Linked DNA regions of Mus musculus: regions 2 and 3 are each linked to region 1. The links are chromatin contacts, called in public promoter capture Hi-C maps. All regions are on one chromosome and are shown on one strand. Each heading gives the region's core, a stretch centred on a gene start, on an enhancer-like site or on the middle of the called end of the contact. The rest is flanking DNA. Distances are from core to core; before and after follow the strand shown.

Region 1 (3,758 bases), core at 12-2,511:
GGGGACAGAAATAGGAAAATCTATGGTTTGAGACCAGCCTGGTCTACACAGAAAGTTCCAGGCCAGCCAGGGCTATTTCATCTAAATGTGTGTTGTGTGTGTGTCTCTGTGTGTGTGTGTGTGTAAAATAATAAAATATATATCAAGCAAAATGTTTCAATTGAGATTGTCACATATATCAAAGAGCAAGAATTTTTGTTTTTAATTTTTAGGACTAGGAAACCCAGAAAATGATTTTTTAAAACTGATGTTTGAACTTGCTTTTTTCAGTTGACTAAACAAGGCGGTATCTAGGTGGGCATCTCCTGGCACTTACTATCTTATTTTGGTCAAGATATTTCACCTGTCCACTGGCTATACTCTTTCTAATAATATTCTCTCTCTCTCTCTCTCTCTCTCTCTCTCTCTCTCTCTCTCTCTGTGTGTGTGTGTGTGTGTGTGTGTGTGTGTGTGTGTGTGTGTATCTGTGTCTGGCACAAGCTGGAGTATTCTTGGGCATACCCCCAACCCCACCACTGGAAAGTAATAGGTTCTCAGCAAATGTTGGAACTTCTTATTTTGACTATTAACTTTTTTTTTTTTTTTTTGGTTTTTCGAGACAGGGTTTCTCTGTATAGCCCTGGCTGTCCTAAAACTCTGTAGACCAGGCTGGCCTCGAACTCAAAAATCTGCCTGCCTCTGCTGGGATTAAAGGCCTGCGCTACCAAGCCCAGCTGACTGTTAACTTTTAACAGGCATTAGGTAGACAGTTTAAAGTTTATTTTTCCCAAATAGTGTTTGATTAAAAAAAAAAAAAAAAAAAAAAAAAAAAAAAAAAAAAAAAAAAGGTGTGCTTGATATTGCAGGGCACACAATAACACAGTATATTTTGTAGCGGAAAGCAAAGCCTTTCTGGTGGGCCAGATGGCATTGTGACCTTTGATTGGGCTTCTTGGTTTGGCTGTGGTGAATGTCGAATGCCTGAAGGGGTTAAGGAATGCCTTCCTTGAGTGATGCGAAGCAGCAGAAATAATCAGGTAGTAGTAACACATGGGGAAGGGAAAAGACTCTGTCCTAACCACGGTTTCCTCAGGCCCCCTTAACAACTGCTGCTGCTGCAGCGGCGGCTGCTGCAGCCTGGGATTGCCGGGTTTAAACAAAGCTGTGAGTCACACACAGCCTGTAACTGCAGGGCCAGGAAGCTCTGCGGGAGAGGCCACGCCTCTCTCCCTGTGAATCGCTGGCCCGGACAGGGGAGGGGCTGGCCCTTGCTAATGAGCAAGTTGGTCAGGCGAGACAGGAACTTCATTCCCCTCTGTGTCAGAATCCCAGAAATTATGCCCCTTCTCTCACCATGAACTGGCTATCGAGTTCCTCGGGAGTTGTGCTAACTGCTTACCACCCCAGCGGCAAGGACCAGGTCGCTGGGGACAGCCATGTAAAGGGAGGCGACGAAGCCACCTCCAGGTAAGGAGGAAAAACAAAAACCCTCTACCTGCCCAAGGAACAAAGTGACAGGGAAGTTGTCAAGAGCGGAGAGAATCACCTCTGTACTTGAAGCCTGACCTGACGCTGCAACATAGGCGGTTGGCTAGTTCTTTGCATCTCATTTACTCGAGTGCAAGAGCCCTTCTGGTTACCAGTGGAGGATGGGGGGAGTCGGGGGCGGGGGTGTGTGGGAGGTGACTCTGTGGCGCTCCGACCAGTTGCTTAGCAGGTGCATGTGCAAATACTGACTGATCAAATGACTGTATCGGAAACACTCTCTGGGAGATGGAATTCTTGAATGGGCTCAAAACGCCGCTGGAACTGTTAGCTGGGAAAGTCTGCCAAATAGCAGGGAGGCTGGTCACTCTTCTTGCTGTTTTGAGAGTGGCACCCTCCTCCTCTCTCTGAAAGCAGACCGCTTGGGCAAAATGCCCAAGTCAGTGGCCTGTGGCTGTGCTGTTCGCATTCTTCAGTGTGTGTAGATTACTCGCACAGCCAAACACACCCCTCCCTGCACTCTTGGGATTTCAAAGGGGAGTTTTTGTCAGCAGGCAGTAAGTACTCTGTTGGTAGAAGGAGCGTGGTTAATGTAAAATCACTTTATAGGCAGATAGGGCAAACGTTCTATAGACCATTGAGTCGCAGAGTCCTCTCTGCCTCTCTGTGTACTTTGTTCTGTTTTTCAAGGTTGGTTTTTCCCCTGCCTCTTCCTTTCTCGCCTTAATGACCTTCTCCCTAGCTGAAACCAGTAATCTCCAGTCTTAGATAGAAATTGCAAACATTGGCCTGGAAGATTGAAAAAAAAAAGTTATCAGTAAGTCCAATTCCATCTTGATATTAAAGGTGATAATGAACACTTTATTGTTCCTGGGTACTTCACGCCTGTGCCTTCCAAAGAAAAGAATGCCTTCTTTCATTGGTTTCCCAAATCCTTAACCGCGTGGGGCGTGTGAAAAATCAAAGGAAAGGTTAGACCTTGCCTGGGGAACTTTGCTTCTTACTTGTTGCCCTCTGTATGGAGGCCATTGGATAAACTCATTTCCAAAGTTCAAAGGGAGTGGTTGCTTTGGGGCTACACATGTAACCATTTTGTTTCCTTTGAGATTTATCAAGCGTTTCCATGCATGCTTCTGCAGGACAGTAAAATATTCATCTTTTAGCAGCAAGCAGCCAGCAACAGCAAACCAACAGTAAGCAGCCCTAGCTTGTCTTCCTTCTGACAGTTAAAATAGCCCAAACTGTGAGCTCCCAAGTTCTTCATTTGTCACTGGCTTCAGGCTGGGTGGGCTTGAGGACTGAGCTGAGTCTTGGGTCTCCGTTGTGAGAGTGAATTAAAAGCGCTGGGACTTTGGGTCCCAACCTTCATCCCACTGTTCAGACTCAAACTCCAGAAATCCCGCTCAGGTGTAGCAAAGTCTCTTAGGGGAAGCTTGTGCATGAAACTGTAGCCATTCTTTCCCATCCATCTTTGCAAGTTTGTAGTTTGTTGTGGGAGGTTTAGACTTGAGCAGGTGGAACAAATGTGTGTATTGTGTTGTTTCCAGCTATTGCAGAAGCAGAGCCAAGGTGGGCAGAGAAAACAGGGTGAGCAGTAGGCCTTGGATATGTGTCAGGACACATCTCTAGATGGGCTGTAAAAGACCTTTCAGCTAGCCGCCAAAATGCTCACCAACCATTTTCTGGGACTGCCTTTTCATGAGGGATAGGTAGTGATGCTGGGGTGTGGGGAGAAGGTCAAAGACTGGTTTGAGGCAGGAGGGGAGGGGGAAGCAGTCTTCATTAATTTTTACCCTGAAGCTTAGTAACATATCAGCTAGCACAGTGTAACTTTGGGAGGTTCCTTGTTTAGCCTGGAAGAGGTTAAGATACTGGAGTTGGCATGAAGTAAGGCTTCCTGGAGTGAGGGGGGATTTGAGCAGTGGAACAGATAGGGCTAGTAGTGACCTCCTAAGGATGGCCATAATGGATGGGGCTATGTGTGGATTGGCTGGCTGGTAGTTTAAGCATTACGAAGTTGCTCCAAGATTTCAGTGATTGTTGATGCCTATTTTGTAAACAAAACTGAAGTGAAACTCATATAAAGAGGCTAATTAGATCCTGCATGTCCTCATATCTATTTAAAAGTAGCGGGAGGTAGCTCAAAATTCTGACCTTGTTTATCAAAGAATTTCATTTATTCTAAATTATATGTGTATATAATATATAACATGTATATACATATATATGTTATGTGCATATACTCATATTTTATATATAACAGCAAAATATAAAGGGTTATATTTATGATTTCA
Region 2 (3,582 bases), core at 792-3,291, 420 kb before region 1:
ACTAAACACACAAACCATTAAAGAGCAGCAGCCTGGCCTTTGCTCTTCACACTATAGGCTATAAATTGAAAGAAGGGTTATAAATAATATATTCTGTATGTGAGAAAGACACAGAAAAAGAGAGAGGTATGTGTGAGTGTTGTATGAACATGCATGCTGCTACATACACCATCTATACGATACAGAGGCCAAGTAAATGTCTGTGTTCTGTCTGTCACCCTCCACCTTATTATTTCACTGAGAAAAGTCCTCTCTCTAAACCTAAAATTAGGTTGGTGGCCGCAAAGTTTCGGAAAGCCTCCTGTCTCCAGCCCTCTCTGCCACTGGGCTACTTTGTCCATGGGTGCTGTGGGTTCAGACTTAGTGCCTCTGTGCCTTTCCTCTACTCTTTAAATTACTAAAGTAAGGTATCCAACCGTCTACTGCCCATAGGTAGATTGGACACATGGTAATTACCCTATAATTACATGAGTGTAAAAGTCATATCTAACAAGCCTGATACTAAAACCCTAAATGACTTAATTGCCTGATTATCTTAATAAAAATAATAGGTTAATTTCTAAAATCCATTGCTTAGAAAACTTAAAAAGCAATCCAGATTTCTTAGGGATGGGAACTCCCCTTTTGCCAAAGGCTAACTAAAACAAAGTTATAAATTTCATCGTGTACCTGACATATAAAACATATCATGTATGAAAATGCAGGAGAGTAATTTTCATAATATAGTCAGAGAATGCGCAACTTGTATCAGTTTGCAGTCTTTCACCATCACCGCTGTCTCACACCTGTGAGTTTATGGATTCTGTCGACTCCCATTTTTTCAGATAAAGCTTACAACATGTAAGGGTTTTAGAGACTCTTCCATAGGTTTTACTTTATTGTTAATTGTGTCTATGTGGCAAGGATGGAGGGAGGGGCTGTGAGTATAATTACCCTTAGAGTTCATAAAGATCCCCTGGCACTGGCTTTACAGGGAAATGTGAGCTGTCCAGTCAAACCAGAGTCAGGTCCTACCAAAGCAGAACATGCTCTTAACTGCTGAGCTACCTCTGCAGTCCCTGACGTTAGGCAACTGGACAAAGGTCACATGCTAACATATGGCTGACATGATTGGAGCTTGAAAAATAGCTTTTTTTTTTTCTATTTAAATGCTATCAGCTTTCTTTGCCCACCACAAGTCACACAGGTGGCACCTGCAGAATGTCAGAACAGCTTGAGTCCCATTTGTTCTTGTATTTACTTCCTTTACTGCAGAGCTGTCATGACCCAGAAGAATTAACTAAGTCTATAACTTCTCATCACACAAAACCAAAACTGGAAACATCTTCTTTTTAATGATTTTGAGTGGATACAAAGTGTGTGTGCATACTTATGAGTGCCATATGCTATTCCCATATACATACACAATATGTAATGTTCAGATGGGGGAATTAGCATTCCTACCTCCTCAAACATTTCTATTTCTACATAATAAAAACCTTTGAAATCTTCTTTCTTAGTTATTTTACAGTAGATCATATATTACTTTAGACTCCTGTTACCCTATGGTATAAAGGACTGCCAGAATTTAATAGTTCTAACTATATGTTGGTACTCTTTTAAAAATAGCTTCTCCAGATTTCCCTAACCCTCACTGGAATGGTTTTGTTTCCCTAATCGCATACACTGGCTCTTCGGCTCAATTAAGCCTAAGCCAACCAAAATCTCAAACATTTTTCCAACGGCAGGCAGATGTTTAAATTGTACCCTTGAGGATCAGTGAGGGCAGGGACTGGGCTAAGATATTTGTCAGGCAGCCATCAAAAGGATTAGATTTCAAGAAGCCTAAGTTAGGGGCAAAATTTTCGATTTGAGGCAGCACAGAACAAGTCTTATAGAGACAGGCCAAGTGACAGCCTGTTAGAGATACAGGAAGTTCAAACACCTGAGAGACTGCATACAAACACAAAGTTTAAAAGGCCACAGGCCACAGACAGGTTCAAGGTCCCAAAGACAGGATCAGAGCAAAAATCACACTAGAAATGAGAAGCAGGGGCCGATGGGAGCTTGCACAACTGTGTTCCATGGAGCAGCAGAGATGGCCCTAACGCAGGCTCAGTAGAGCAGGAGACTCACGGTGGGCTAGCACATACACAACGGGGCAGACTGAACGCCATGAAAAGTAGAGATTCACAGTGGGGCTAGCACATATACAGTGAGCAGGCTAGTTGGCAGACTGACCCGTGAAGAGTGGAGACACACAGTAGGTTAGCACATAGACAGTGTGTACACTGAGCCATAAAGGCTGGAGACACATTGTAGGCTAGTATATATACAATGAGCAGACTGACCCATGAAGAGTGGAGACATACAGTGGGCAGACTGGACCCCATGAAGAGTATGCTGGTGAACAAGTGGTTATACAAAATTCTTATTTATAGCATAGTAAATAGTTCTATCGATTCAAAGTTTTCATTTTTTTTTTATCCAGCTTCTATATAAGGACACTAGGACCCAGGGAATGTGGTCCCCCAAAGCCATTACTAAAATATACAAAAAGCTAGACTTTCTAGGTCTGGCACTGCCATATATATTGGCTATCATCATCATAGAACAAAACCAGACGATCCTCCTCAAAGGTCTTGATGGCTTCCTCAGATTAAGAGCATACTGAAACTATTCTTCAGACCCCTAGCCCAAGGGGTAAAACCCGGCAATCCATCAGTATTATAAGGTAGCTTGCAAATTTACTACAGAATACCACATACTGTATGAAGCCAGAACACTCTATTTACTGCTTTGAATTTTTGTTTCATGTATATACGTTGAAGTACATTGTTTCATGTATTTCGTTGTAAAACAAGCTGACTGCAGATACAATAAATAAATAAATAAATGTACTTATTTACACCTTTTATTATATATATACACACACACACACTTGTGTATGATAAAGAAAGCCTACCTTTAAATCACTCCCTGGTAGGGTACCAACGCCATCCTTCCAGTCCATAACACTAAACACATCAAACTCTTGACCACTTGTGCTAGATGCAGATTCAGTCATGATTTATTGTGTAACCTGGAAGAAGGGAGAGAGAGTATAAATACTTCACATGCACACTGATTTAGTTATCATTATCACGTCTGCTTCCTTTACTTTCTTCACTTTCTTGATTCATCCATCTAAAAACAACCGCTCCAAAGCATCGTGAATGGGGCTGAGGATAGAGACCCTGGGAGAGTACTTGCCCAGCAGGTTTCAGGCCCTCCAAACCCTCTATAGATTACATTTCTGTTTTACTTTGTGGTGTTAGAAACTGCAGCTAGCATTAAGAGAAGCACTCACTCTACACGCCACCCCCAGAGCTATACCACTTTTTTCCAGAGCATGAGCATCTCCACCTTTTCATTTAAACAATTAACATTCTGTTTTGCATTAATCAAGTCACCAACAGCATTGCTATTGCAGCTGGGCCAATGTGAAGTAAACGAGGTTTACTTGAAAATAAGCATTGTGAACTTGGACAGTCAATCTGATAACTGAGATGACAGTCACCAAGTACCTAGCAGGCGGGGAGGGGCTTGTGCACACACTACAGG
Region 3 (3,625 bases), core at 1,117-3,616, 450 kb before region 1:
TCTAAAATATTTGTGTCATTCTATACTCTTAGATGACTATAATGTTTTAGTCATTTACTTTTTCTCTTTCCAATAAAAGTACTCTGTAGGGGGAACAAAAGGAAGTAGTACTTATAAATAGCTTCATAAAAAATAATACATATACAGTGGTTCAATTCTTTCTCTTGTCAATCAAATGTAACGGTAAAGTACCTGCCAAAGTCATGCTGATTATTTCAAAGCAAAAATAAATGTTACTAACTTTAGATTTTTTTGATTTATCTATAAATTACAACTAAGGAAATCTACACCATACTGCTTATTGCCTAAATGTTACATGAAGTCCATCATAAGTATTTATTAAGTCACCATTGAAGCTAAAGCCACCATCTCAATGAAGAAAATAAGCATAGCCCACTCTGACCCATTTTCCTTATACTCTGTCAGTAGCACACAGCGCCCCACTCAAAAGTTGGAAGGCTCCAAACTCATTTCCTTTGCCACCGAACAAGTCATCATAGTCCCATCCAGTGTTCGAAGGCAGACATGTGACAAGTGACCGGCACCAATCACTTTTCACTTCTTCTCCCTATCTCCATCATTTAGGACTTTATGCAAATCACGGGTGAACTACTAATAGCAGACTGCTATGATCCCTGTGGATCAATCGTGGGTGGTTCTGAAAAGCTCAGAAAACAAATTCACAAACACAAAAACCCCTCAATATTTATGATTTAACTATAAAGTGAGCAAGATCATGTTATACAAATTCCAACAGGCTAAGTGAGTACCCCAGCCCCTAGGGTTAAAAGGGAGATGTGCTTTGTTGGAGGTGGGTATTTGTTTAGCTCAGACTAGCCTTGAATTTGCTGTGTAGAGAGTGACTTTCACTTTTTTGATCCTCCAGCCTCCTTTTCCCAAAAACTACATCAACTTCCATGTGTATGCATGAGAGCCAAGCAAGGATATTTCTTCTTTTTCTCTGTGCTGAGAGAGAAGACGTGATTAATGTGACCAGTCATCTCGTGTCAGATAGCTACACTCCCTTCCTTCACAGTGCTTTGAGACCTTCTTCTAGCCCAGAAACCACACTCAACATACTCTAAGTGCAGGAATACAACCTTAGAAGATGATGTCCGCACTTGCCCCTTCCATGCTTCAAGTACTTGCGAACTGATTTCTGCCCCCTGAAACTTTTATTTGAATCCTGTGGCATGCGATGAAGCAGGTATTATCTGACCCCTACAGAAGGGGCAACTAGGCCGCAAGAGTTAAGTAAGCTACAAGGTGCCAGTTTCCACAGAGCATGCCTGACAGTGACTCAACATCCCCTCAGGTGTAACTCTAATCCCATGTCTTCTGCCTTTCTTCATGAACCCTCCAGTGAGGTTGAATCAATCCTTCATTCCACATGCCACACAAGACAGCAACAGATGGTACGGGGTGGGGGTGGGGTGGGGTGGGGTTGGAGGTGGGTACACAATTAAACCCTAAGCACCAATGACTGAGGGCACGTTTCTCTCCTACCTGAGAACACAGGTCCCCAGTGCCAAAGTTCAAGACTTAAGTTCCATTCACTGCATGCCCTTCTGCAAAAACACCACTCAGTGTACTTCCAACTAAACTTAGTAATAAAAGTTCATGGCACTCTAAGACCCATGTTACAAATCAGTTAATATTATATTATGAGAAAACTAAAGTTATTATTATTGTAAACTTGTAAATATTAAAGAGCTGGACCTTGAGGCACAGTTTGTAGTTACTCAGAAACAGCTGGGGAAAGGTGGTTTCTTCCACGTCACCAATTTGATGCTTCCCTTTCGACAGATCTACTCTTTGCTGACTTTTGCCCTAACTCACCAAGAGATCCATCACAACAAACTGAAACCCAAGGGGCTGAGGCTGCAGATCCACGCACTCAGGACTTTGTGCTAAACATATTAAGTCCCATGGTCATGCTGTCCTGGAGCTGGATCCCCAAAGACACGATCACACTAAAATAGCATTTCTTTCCAAGGAAAAATATTTCCCAGTGCCTGGGGGGAAGAAGAGGAGACAATTCTCATCATATGTTCTGTCTCTGGAGCCCAATATCAGGCAAGAGGGAGGGAAGAGGGAAAGAGGCTGCGTATGCAATAGGGGGTAGGGTACAGTATTCCTAAGGTGCTTATAACAGAGCAAGACAATGCAGAGGTTCCTCTATCTTGTACTCTTGTTGTGGCCATTTCAAGTTTAAACTAGAATTTGATCCCTTTGATAGAGAATCCCATAGACAACAAGCAAACCCTATTCTAGGAGCCCAAGGTCACAACACTCCAGCTACCTTACCTTAGCTTCTGCTAAACTGACTGTTTGTACAAAACCCCTCCTCCATCTAACTGCTTATCTTAGCATCTGTTAAAAGATTTTCTTGCGCAAAACCTCTCCCTGCAGCTGCAGAGCAAGACATACAGGATGTGGTTTCTACCTTTTAAAAACCCCTACCCGAAATACTTGGTGCTATCTTTGGGTCTTGAATACCTGAGTGCAGTCCAAGGCTACTGGAGTGAAGACTTTCAATTTGTTGACTCATCTCTGGTAGGATCCTAGTAACAATCCTCACTTTCCTTCCTGCATCTTTATTTTTTATTTTTTGGTTTTTTTAGACAGGGTTTCTCTGTATAGCCCTGGTTGTCCTAGAACTCACTCTGTAGACCAGGCTGGCCTTGAACTCAGAAATCCGCCTGCCTCTGCCTCCCAAGTGCTGGGATTAAAGGCATGTGCCACCACTGCCCGGCTTCCTTCCTGCATCTTTAAAGTAATGTCTAGTTTGAATATTCTGTGAATATTAAGACTGACCTTGAGGCGAACAACTATCAGGAAACCCAGAGGTATATTTTATTTTTAGCATACACTCTTTTCCTTTCCTCAGTCCTGCACACAATTTCCTCATGTTCCTTTTTAGAAGGCAGAAATTCTTCATTACAACTAAACACACACTATCTTGATGTAGACAGACACATGCTTTTCATTTCTTCTGTATAAAGTGGAATACAGCATCTCTATACTACGGGGCTGGGAGCTCTCATTTCAAAACTACTTTAAACTAAAAAAGGAAAGGAAATATGTAACCTCAATTACACACCAAAGTAATTTATACAGGAAGAAAAAAATCCCAAATTCAAAAGACTAGAGAAATAGAGACAGTCCAGCATTAAGCAATTTTAAATGTGCCTTAGTTGCACACTAAGGAAGGGAACACACTTTCTTTTGCTGACAATTAACAAAATATCATTTCATGTCAATAGAAACATAAGTAGCCCTCAAAGACATCCCAGTCTGAAGATAAAGGCATTAGTGTATGCTTTTAAATATGCAGAATGAGTTATAAGAGAGCAGATTTCCCTTTGCATTTATCAGAAGGAAGCAGGGTTCTATCTGTTTATTCACCAGGGCACTTGTGAAAAGCTTCCCATGGTCATTACTTTCTTCCAGAAATCCATGTGCAGAGTCAATGTCATACTGAAGAAGTAATTATGGCTTTAAAACACTGTGATGTCCTGGACAACAGAGGCAGGTTGATCTCTGTGAGTTCAAGGCCAGCCCTGTTCTGCACCTCAAGTTTCAGGAAAGTTAGGGCAATACAAAGAGACTTTGTACTTTAAGA

What was found. Promoter capture Hi-C pulls out the DNA fragments that hold promoters and counts their contacts.
Region 2: a promoter capture Hi-C map of liver shows a contact between it and region 1. The contact joins the enhancer-like site here to the promoter of Arhgap18 in region 1. A contact is called at or near these places in 8 of 39 promoter capture datasets (the C10 cell line, cranial neural crest, embryonic stem cells and 4 more) and 1 of 484 Hi-C or Micro-C datasets (epidermal suprabasal cells).
Region 3: a promoter capture Hi-C map of pre-B cells shows a contact between it and region 1. The contact joins the enhancer-like site here to the promoter of Arhgap18 in region 1. A contact is called at or near these places in 3 of 39 promoter capture datasets (the C10 cell line, liver and pre-B cells), 1 of 115 datasets of contacts at active chromatin or transcription factors (memory CD8 T cells) and 1 of 9 other capture datasets (liver).

Annotation. Positions count from the first base shown.
Region 1 is chr10:26,771,251-26,775,008 of GRCm38.p6, forward strand. It overlaps Arhgap18 (Rho GTPase activating protein 18), which reads left to right and starts at 1,262. Exons shown (of 15, transcript NM_176837.2): 1 at 1,262-1,446. The coding sequence starts at 1,334.
Region 2 is chr10:26,349,315-26,352,896 of GRCm38.p6, forward strand. L3mbtl3 (L3MBTL3 histone methyl-lysine binding protein) reads right to left here. Exons shown (of 22, transcript NM_001359254.1): 2 at 2,945-3,061. The coding sequence starts at 3,046. Among named protein-coding and RNA genes, the nearest start is that of L3mbtl3, 23 kb to the right of the region's middle. Within about 2 kb of position 2,042, at least 12 of the 459 cell types and tissues checked have an H3K27ac peak or open chromatin away from gene starts, as enhancers often do. A contact at or near this core is called in liver, where this site is marked.
Region 3 is chr10:26,323,080-26,326,704 of GRCm38.p6, forward strand. The region is part of intron 12 of L3mbtl3 (L3MBTL3 histone methyl-lysine binding protein); the gene reads right to left. Among named protein-coding and RNA genes, the nearest start is that of L3mbtl3, 49 kb to the right of the region's middle. Within about 2 kb of position 2,367, at least 56 of the 459 cell types and tissues checked have an H3K27ac peak or open chromatin away from gene starts, as enhancers often do. A contact at or near this core is called in memory CD8 T cells and pre-B cells, where this site is marked.